Regions from separate parts of the Zea mays genome. Here region 2 is linked to region 1. Evidence: chromatin contacts called from public Hi-C data. All regions are on one chromosome and are shown on one strand. The core of a region is the stretch at or near the end of the contact, and the rest is flanking DNA. Distances in the headings are between cores, read along the strand shown.

Region 1 (2,722 bases), core at 92-2,591:
TTTTGATATTATACATTGCATTCACGCTAAGAACAAAGTTTATCTGCCTGAGATAACAACGTTAGTGACTTAAAAAAGTTTCCATTATGATTTTTGTTGCACAGGAAGTAACTGAAGTTCAACACTGTTTCCAACAGAAATGGCACTGATCATAATTTGCTGTTTCATCTCACCTTCAAAATTTAAGATACTTTACCAAAAATTAAGATGATATTTGGTAGGATGTGCCAAAAAACGTGTAGACCATCAACTCTGTTTTATTTAACAAAATTATTCAATTGTGTGTTGTCCAGTCCTTGTTTAGAGTTAGTCAGAGGACAATATTTCATTGAAGTTTCAGCAACAAATATGGAATGCTTTTTTTTTGGATATTTTGGGATAAAGGATTCATGTTGGCTTAAGTGTCAATCTTCTACTAGCAAATCAATTTCTAGTGAAATTACCGTGGGAACATGTTGGCCTCTTCAATTGAATTTTCAAATGAGTAATGGATTTCTATTACAGGATAGAGATCCTTTGCCATGACATAAATGTGCATGTCCCACACCATATTTCTCCAAGAATTCCAAGCTATAACCTTCGTGCTGCTTATGATTCCATCAAACAGAACTGGGGCAAGGTGATTTGAAATTCTCCTACTCTGGTGCATTTCTCCGGATCTTTACATACTGACTTATTTTCTCATGCTGCAGTATGTCAATGAAGCCAACTGGAATTGGCGATTGATGAAGACGATACTGACGAGATGCCATGTGTACGACAAGGAGAGATACTATGTTCCGTTCGATGAGCTCGCGCCTCAGGAGTCCCAACCAATCAAATTCCTTAGGAAGTTCATGCCAGATTACGCATGATGCCATCATCACAGCTGTTGACTAGTTGAGATTATTCAGTATTGTCGGCACAGGTGGACAGTCACATTTTCAGTGATTACGCATGTCCCAAAATTTTGACTGGAATACTCCATGTTACACTATTATTCGTGCAGTAGGAAAGCACGTAGCGTACCAAAATATTTATACTTCAGGAAATAGACAAAGACATTGGTGATGAAAACGGACAGAATCGTGTGGAAAACATCTCTTCTCTTGTCATTTCTATATTTTTTTTCCGGAAACAGAAACACGTTCAAAATTCCCGGAATTGAAAACAGGGTTGGGATATGTGGTTGTTCGGAAACAAACTAATTTACTAATAAAATACGACTTGCACAGGCCTGCTGGGCCGCCGCAACCTAAGAATGGACACCGTCAAATGAGCCCACCCCTTAATAAACCCTAGCCCGCCTCCGCCGCCCTATAATCCGACGCCGGACGCCCCATGATTTCGCTTTCTTCTTCCCGTCGAGACCCAACCATACCAGCGGCGCCGCAGGCTGACGAGGAGGCGGAGTAGAGTGGCCGGACTACCTCGACACCTCCACTGCAACCATGGGTAGAGCTCCCCCACCTTCATCTGCTTCTCGTTTGTTTTGCTTGCGCTGGCGTAGTGGTGGCGCCGTGGCGGTGCTAATGGCGTCGTGGGTTGTTTTGGGTTTCTTCACGCAGGTATCTCACGTGATTCGATGCACAAGCGCCGTGCCACCGGTGGAAAGCAGAAGGCGTGGCGCAAGAAGCGAAAGTAATTGCTTGCCGTTTCTCTTCACTCCTTACATATGGGTTTTCTGTATATCTCTAGATTTGTTTAGTGCTTTGCTGGGCAGGGTCTTAGGTTGGTAGATTTGCATTGACATCTCTCGGTGACTGGTTGCGGCAGTAGTAATTGATTTGAGACTTGAGTCCTTCGATTGGTTACATTTACCTCCAGTGCTTTATGAGGTTCAGCCTTATCGATTACCCCTTCAATCCTTAAACCGTAGCGTGATGCTTCTAATTGAACAGCAAACTACTTAAATTATGGAAATTATGTATGTATTTTAATGAATTATTAGAAGGGTCACTGTGGTGAAAATTTGTATCTTTCCGTTTGAGGTTTTAATTTGGAATCTTTATTTTGTGTTACTACTAGTTTGAGGTTTTAATTTGGAATCTTTATTTTGTGTTACTACTAGCTATTCGTGCAGTACAGTTGTGATTTCTATGATGTTGAGGCAGAATTGTTTGCATAACAGACATCTCTTTTATATAAAAATAAAGCTTGGACACTAAGTTTTGTTAATGTGAATGTAAATAGTTCGGTCAGTTCATAGTACAACTGCAACTAATAACTGTTGTATATTGTGTTAACCTTGTTGTTTGATTATTATGAGTTTCAGAAGTTAAATTAAGATTCTCATTTATCTTCAAGGTATGAGCTTGGCCGTCAGCCTGCTAACACCAAACTGTCTAGCAATAAGACAGTGAGGAGGGTCCGTGTCCGTGGAGGCAACGTGAAGTGGAGGGCTCTCCGATTGGATACAGGTAACTACTCGTGGGGAAGTGAGGCTCTTACCCGCAAGACCCGCATCCTGGATGTGGTCTATAATGCATCAAACAATGAGCTTGTGAGGACTCAGACTCTTGTGAAGAGCGCCATTGTACAAGTTGATGCTGCTCCATTCAAGCAGTGGTACCTCACTCACTATGGAGTGGACATCGGTAGGAAGAAGAAGGTGCCTGTTGCTAAGAAGGATGCGACTGAGGTATATTCATTCAATTTAAGGTTTAATTGTTGTTTGCCCTTAGAATAGATTGACTTTATAGTTCATGAATTATTGTATTTGGTGATTAGTTGCTTGATAGAT
Region 2 (2,722 bases), core at 110-2,609, 100 kb after region 1:
ATTATAAGCTTGCATATAAACATTCTATCACACTTTCAGGTGGGTTGCAGAAAAATGTAACACCTTAAATCTGGGGTATAAAATTTCTTTCCTAATATCCACCAAATTCAGGTGTTACTCTTTTATTTTTTTGCTTTCCTTCTCTTTTTCCTAAATGATGGAGAATTATTTTGTTTTATATCCATGTAAGCCTAGTAAAATAAAACCCTAGAGGTGCTTTGATTGTTGCATCATGCCGGAACATTTTTTATTTTGTTTAACGGGTGATCTTGTGGAGCATGCATTTAATAAGGAATTTGATTTGAATTGGTAGTGAGAATAGAAAAGAGAAGATAAAGAAAATAGGAGAGAAAAGAAGAAGGGCCCATTCCTCCCTTCCCCTCCCGTCTGGCCCAGCTCGCCTCCCACGCCCATGGCCCAGCTCGCTCACCCTGACCCACGCGCCTCTCCCCCCTCTTGGCCTCGGGGCCCATCCGGCTAGCCCTCACCTTGGGCTCGCTTCGGCGTGCGGCCCACGAGTGTTTCGCACTAGAGATGGCAATGGGTACCCGCGACCCGATACCCGATGGGTATTTACTCCATTAGGGCATGTATGTGGGCTAAATATTCTACCCGTGGGTCTGTTATTGGGCAAAAATCTTCACCCAATGGGTAAACGGGTATTAGAACGTTCCGCCTTTACCCATACCCGTTATCCCGTGGGTATAAAATACCCAATATAAACTTAGCCCAAGCATGAACTTTGACTTTAGTCATCCATCTTTTTTACTATTTAACAACCTTTTAGGCCATAATATCATAGAAGGCTTACAACAATAACAACAACAAAGCTTTTTTGTCCCAAGCATGACCATGTAATGGAACATGTAATGTGCTATGTAGTACTATCCTAGTGTTACTACTTTATCCAATTATCTTTGGTGTTGAATGGATGGTTAAATGATGCTAGAAATTTTGTAATGGTATTTAGATGCATATACTTGACATTTGTATCATATAATATTTTGATAGATGTTTAGCTTTTGTGGGTACGGGTGACCCGATGGGTGACCCATACCCACATGGGTATGGGTATGGGGGTAAATCCATACCCGCTAGTGTATATGGGTGACCCGATGGGGTTATTTTTATGTCGTGGGTATGGGTATGGGGTAGTAATACCCGGTGGGTATTTACCCATTGCCATCTCTACGCACCACCTCTCTTCACTCCTGGGTCGCCAGCCGCCTTAGCCCATCTCAACCTAATCCCCCAGCCAGCGCGCCCCCGCGGCCCAGCTTTCGGTCGGCCCACCTAGCTCCCACGCTCCCCCGTGGCCCAGCACTCCCGCGCCAGCCACGCGCGTGGCCCACCTGCGGCCCAGTGTGCAGGCGCCCTGCCCAGGCCACCAGGCCCATTCGGCCCATCCCCACCTGACTGCAGTCGCCCTATACATCACGTACAAGCAGAAACTGCCAAGCCGCACATATCGCCTCGCATGCGTGCGTGCGTGTGACGCCCATCCTGCGCACGGCCGTTCCTAGACGCCGACGAAGAAGAAACCGTCCAGTGCCAGGGACCGCCATCGCGCCGTCCGCCGGTGCCGCGCCGCCCATCTCCTCCGTCCGCCGTTGCCGCAGCATCGCCATCCGAGCACAACGAGGTGACCCCCTCTCCCTTCCTCTCCCTTCTCTCTCCACTCGCACCTACAACCTGCCCCTTGCGCAGCGTGCCCCTGCGCGCGGCCAGCCTTGCCGGCCAGGCACAGTAGCCAGCCGGCCGACAGCGTGAGGCCGAGCCTGCCAGGCCGTCCGAGCCGGCCCCCTATTCTCTCCCTCCCACGCGCAGCCGAGGCCCCCTCTGTGTGTTGTTCTGAGGAAGAAGAAAGTTTGTTTTGCGAAAACGCCCTCGACGATATAGGTAATAAACATCCAGGTTGATGAGTTTCGCAGAAATAATTTGCTACACCCTGAAGTCTGCATTTAATTATGCACAAGTCCGTGTAATGATCTTGTGCACATGTTAAAATTATTATGTTGCCACCACACATGTTTTAGTTGAATAATTAATTATTGGTTTGTTCGAGGGTTATTAAAAATAACAATTTAATTAGAATGAGTCTATAGTTTTAACTCGTGCTTTTAAAAATATAAATGCTAATTAACTTGATTAATACCAGCTTAAATACTTTTAATTAATTATTTGTTGGTTGTTGTTCGTGCATGGCATCATTTGCACGTCATCGTGCAGTTCACGCGTAGTCACGTTGACTCACATGCTGTCGTGCGCGTTGTTTCCCATGTCGTCCGCGCGTTGTTTCGCACAGTGTCGCGTGTCATCACGTGTAGTCGCGTTGACTCGCGCGTTGTTCACGCGCGTCGTTCGCACGTGTGGATCTCGTCGTCGTCATGTTGTTCGTGCGTCTGGTTCGTGTGTTATTCGTGTGTTGTCTCGTGACGTTCGCGTGTATCGTTTGCGTGCGTCACGTGTGTCATTTACATGTGTCGCTCGCATTATTGCTCGTAGTTAGCGCGTATCTCGCGTGTCGATCACGTGTATCGCGCAGCGTTTGCGCGTGATAATAAATTGTTTTCGCTTATAAACACATATTAATAATGTTAATTCGTCAGGTCGCATATTTTAGATAATTAACTTAAGGTTGGCTCGACTAATATTTATTAGACTAATATTCTAATTAGATTAAATGTATAGTGCTCAACTTGCGCTTTATAATAAACATTAA

Evidence for each region. A called contact is a pair of places that touch in the nucleus more often than the background predicts.
Region 2: a Hi-C map of endosperm shows a contact between it and region 1, with 2.0 times the contacts expected there. The contact joins the enhancer-like site here to the promoter of LOC100193830 in region 1. A contact is called at or near these places in 2 of 25 Hi-C or Micro-C datasets (ear and endosperm).

The regions. Positions count from the first base shown.
Region 1 is chr1:216,445,137-216,447,858 of Zm-B73-REFERENCE-NAM-5.0, forward strand. It overlaps LOC100193830 (40S ribosomal protein S8-like), which reads left to right and starts at 1,342. Exons shown (of 5, transcript NM_001138912.1): 1 at 1,342-1,434; 2 at 1,548-1,620; 3 at 2,287-2,620. The coding sequence starts at 1,431. It overlaps LOC100101547 (omega-6 fatty acid desaturase, chloroplastic), which reads left to right. Exons shown (of 10, transcript NM_001319699.1): 9 at 505-619; 10 at 693-957. The coding sequence ends at 854.
Region 2 is chr1:216,545,107-216,547,828 of Zm-B73-REFERENCE-NAM-5.0, forward strand. No RefSeq gene overlaps it. Among protein-coding and RNA genes, the nearest start is that of LOC100272282, 45 kb to the left of the region's middle. Within about 2 kb of position 1,360, at least 20 of the 20 cell types and tissues checked have an H3K27ac peak or open chromatin away from gene starts, as enhancers often do. A contact at or near this core is called in ear and endosperm, where this site is marked.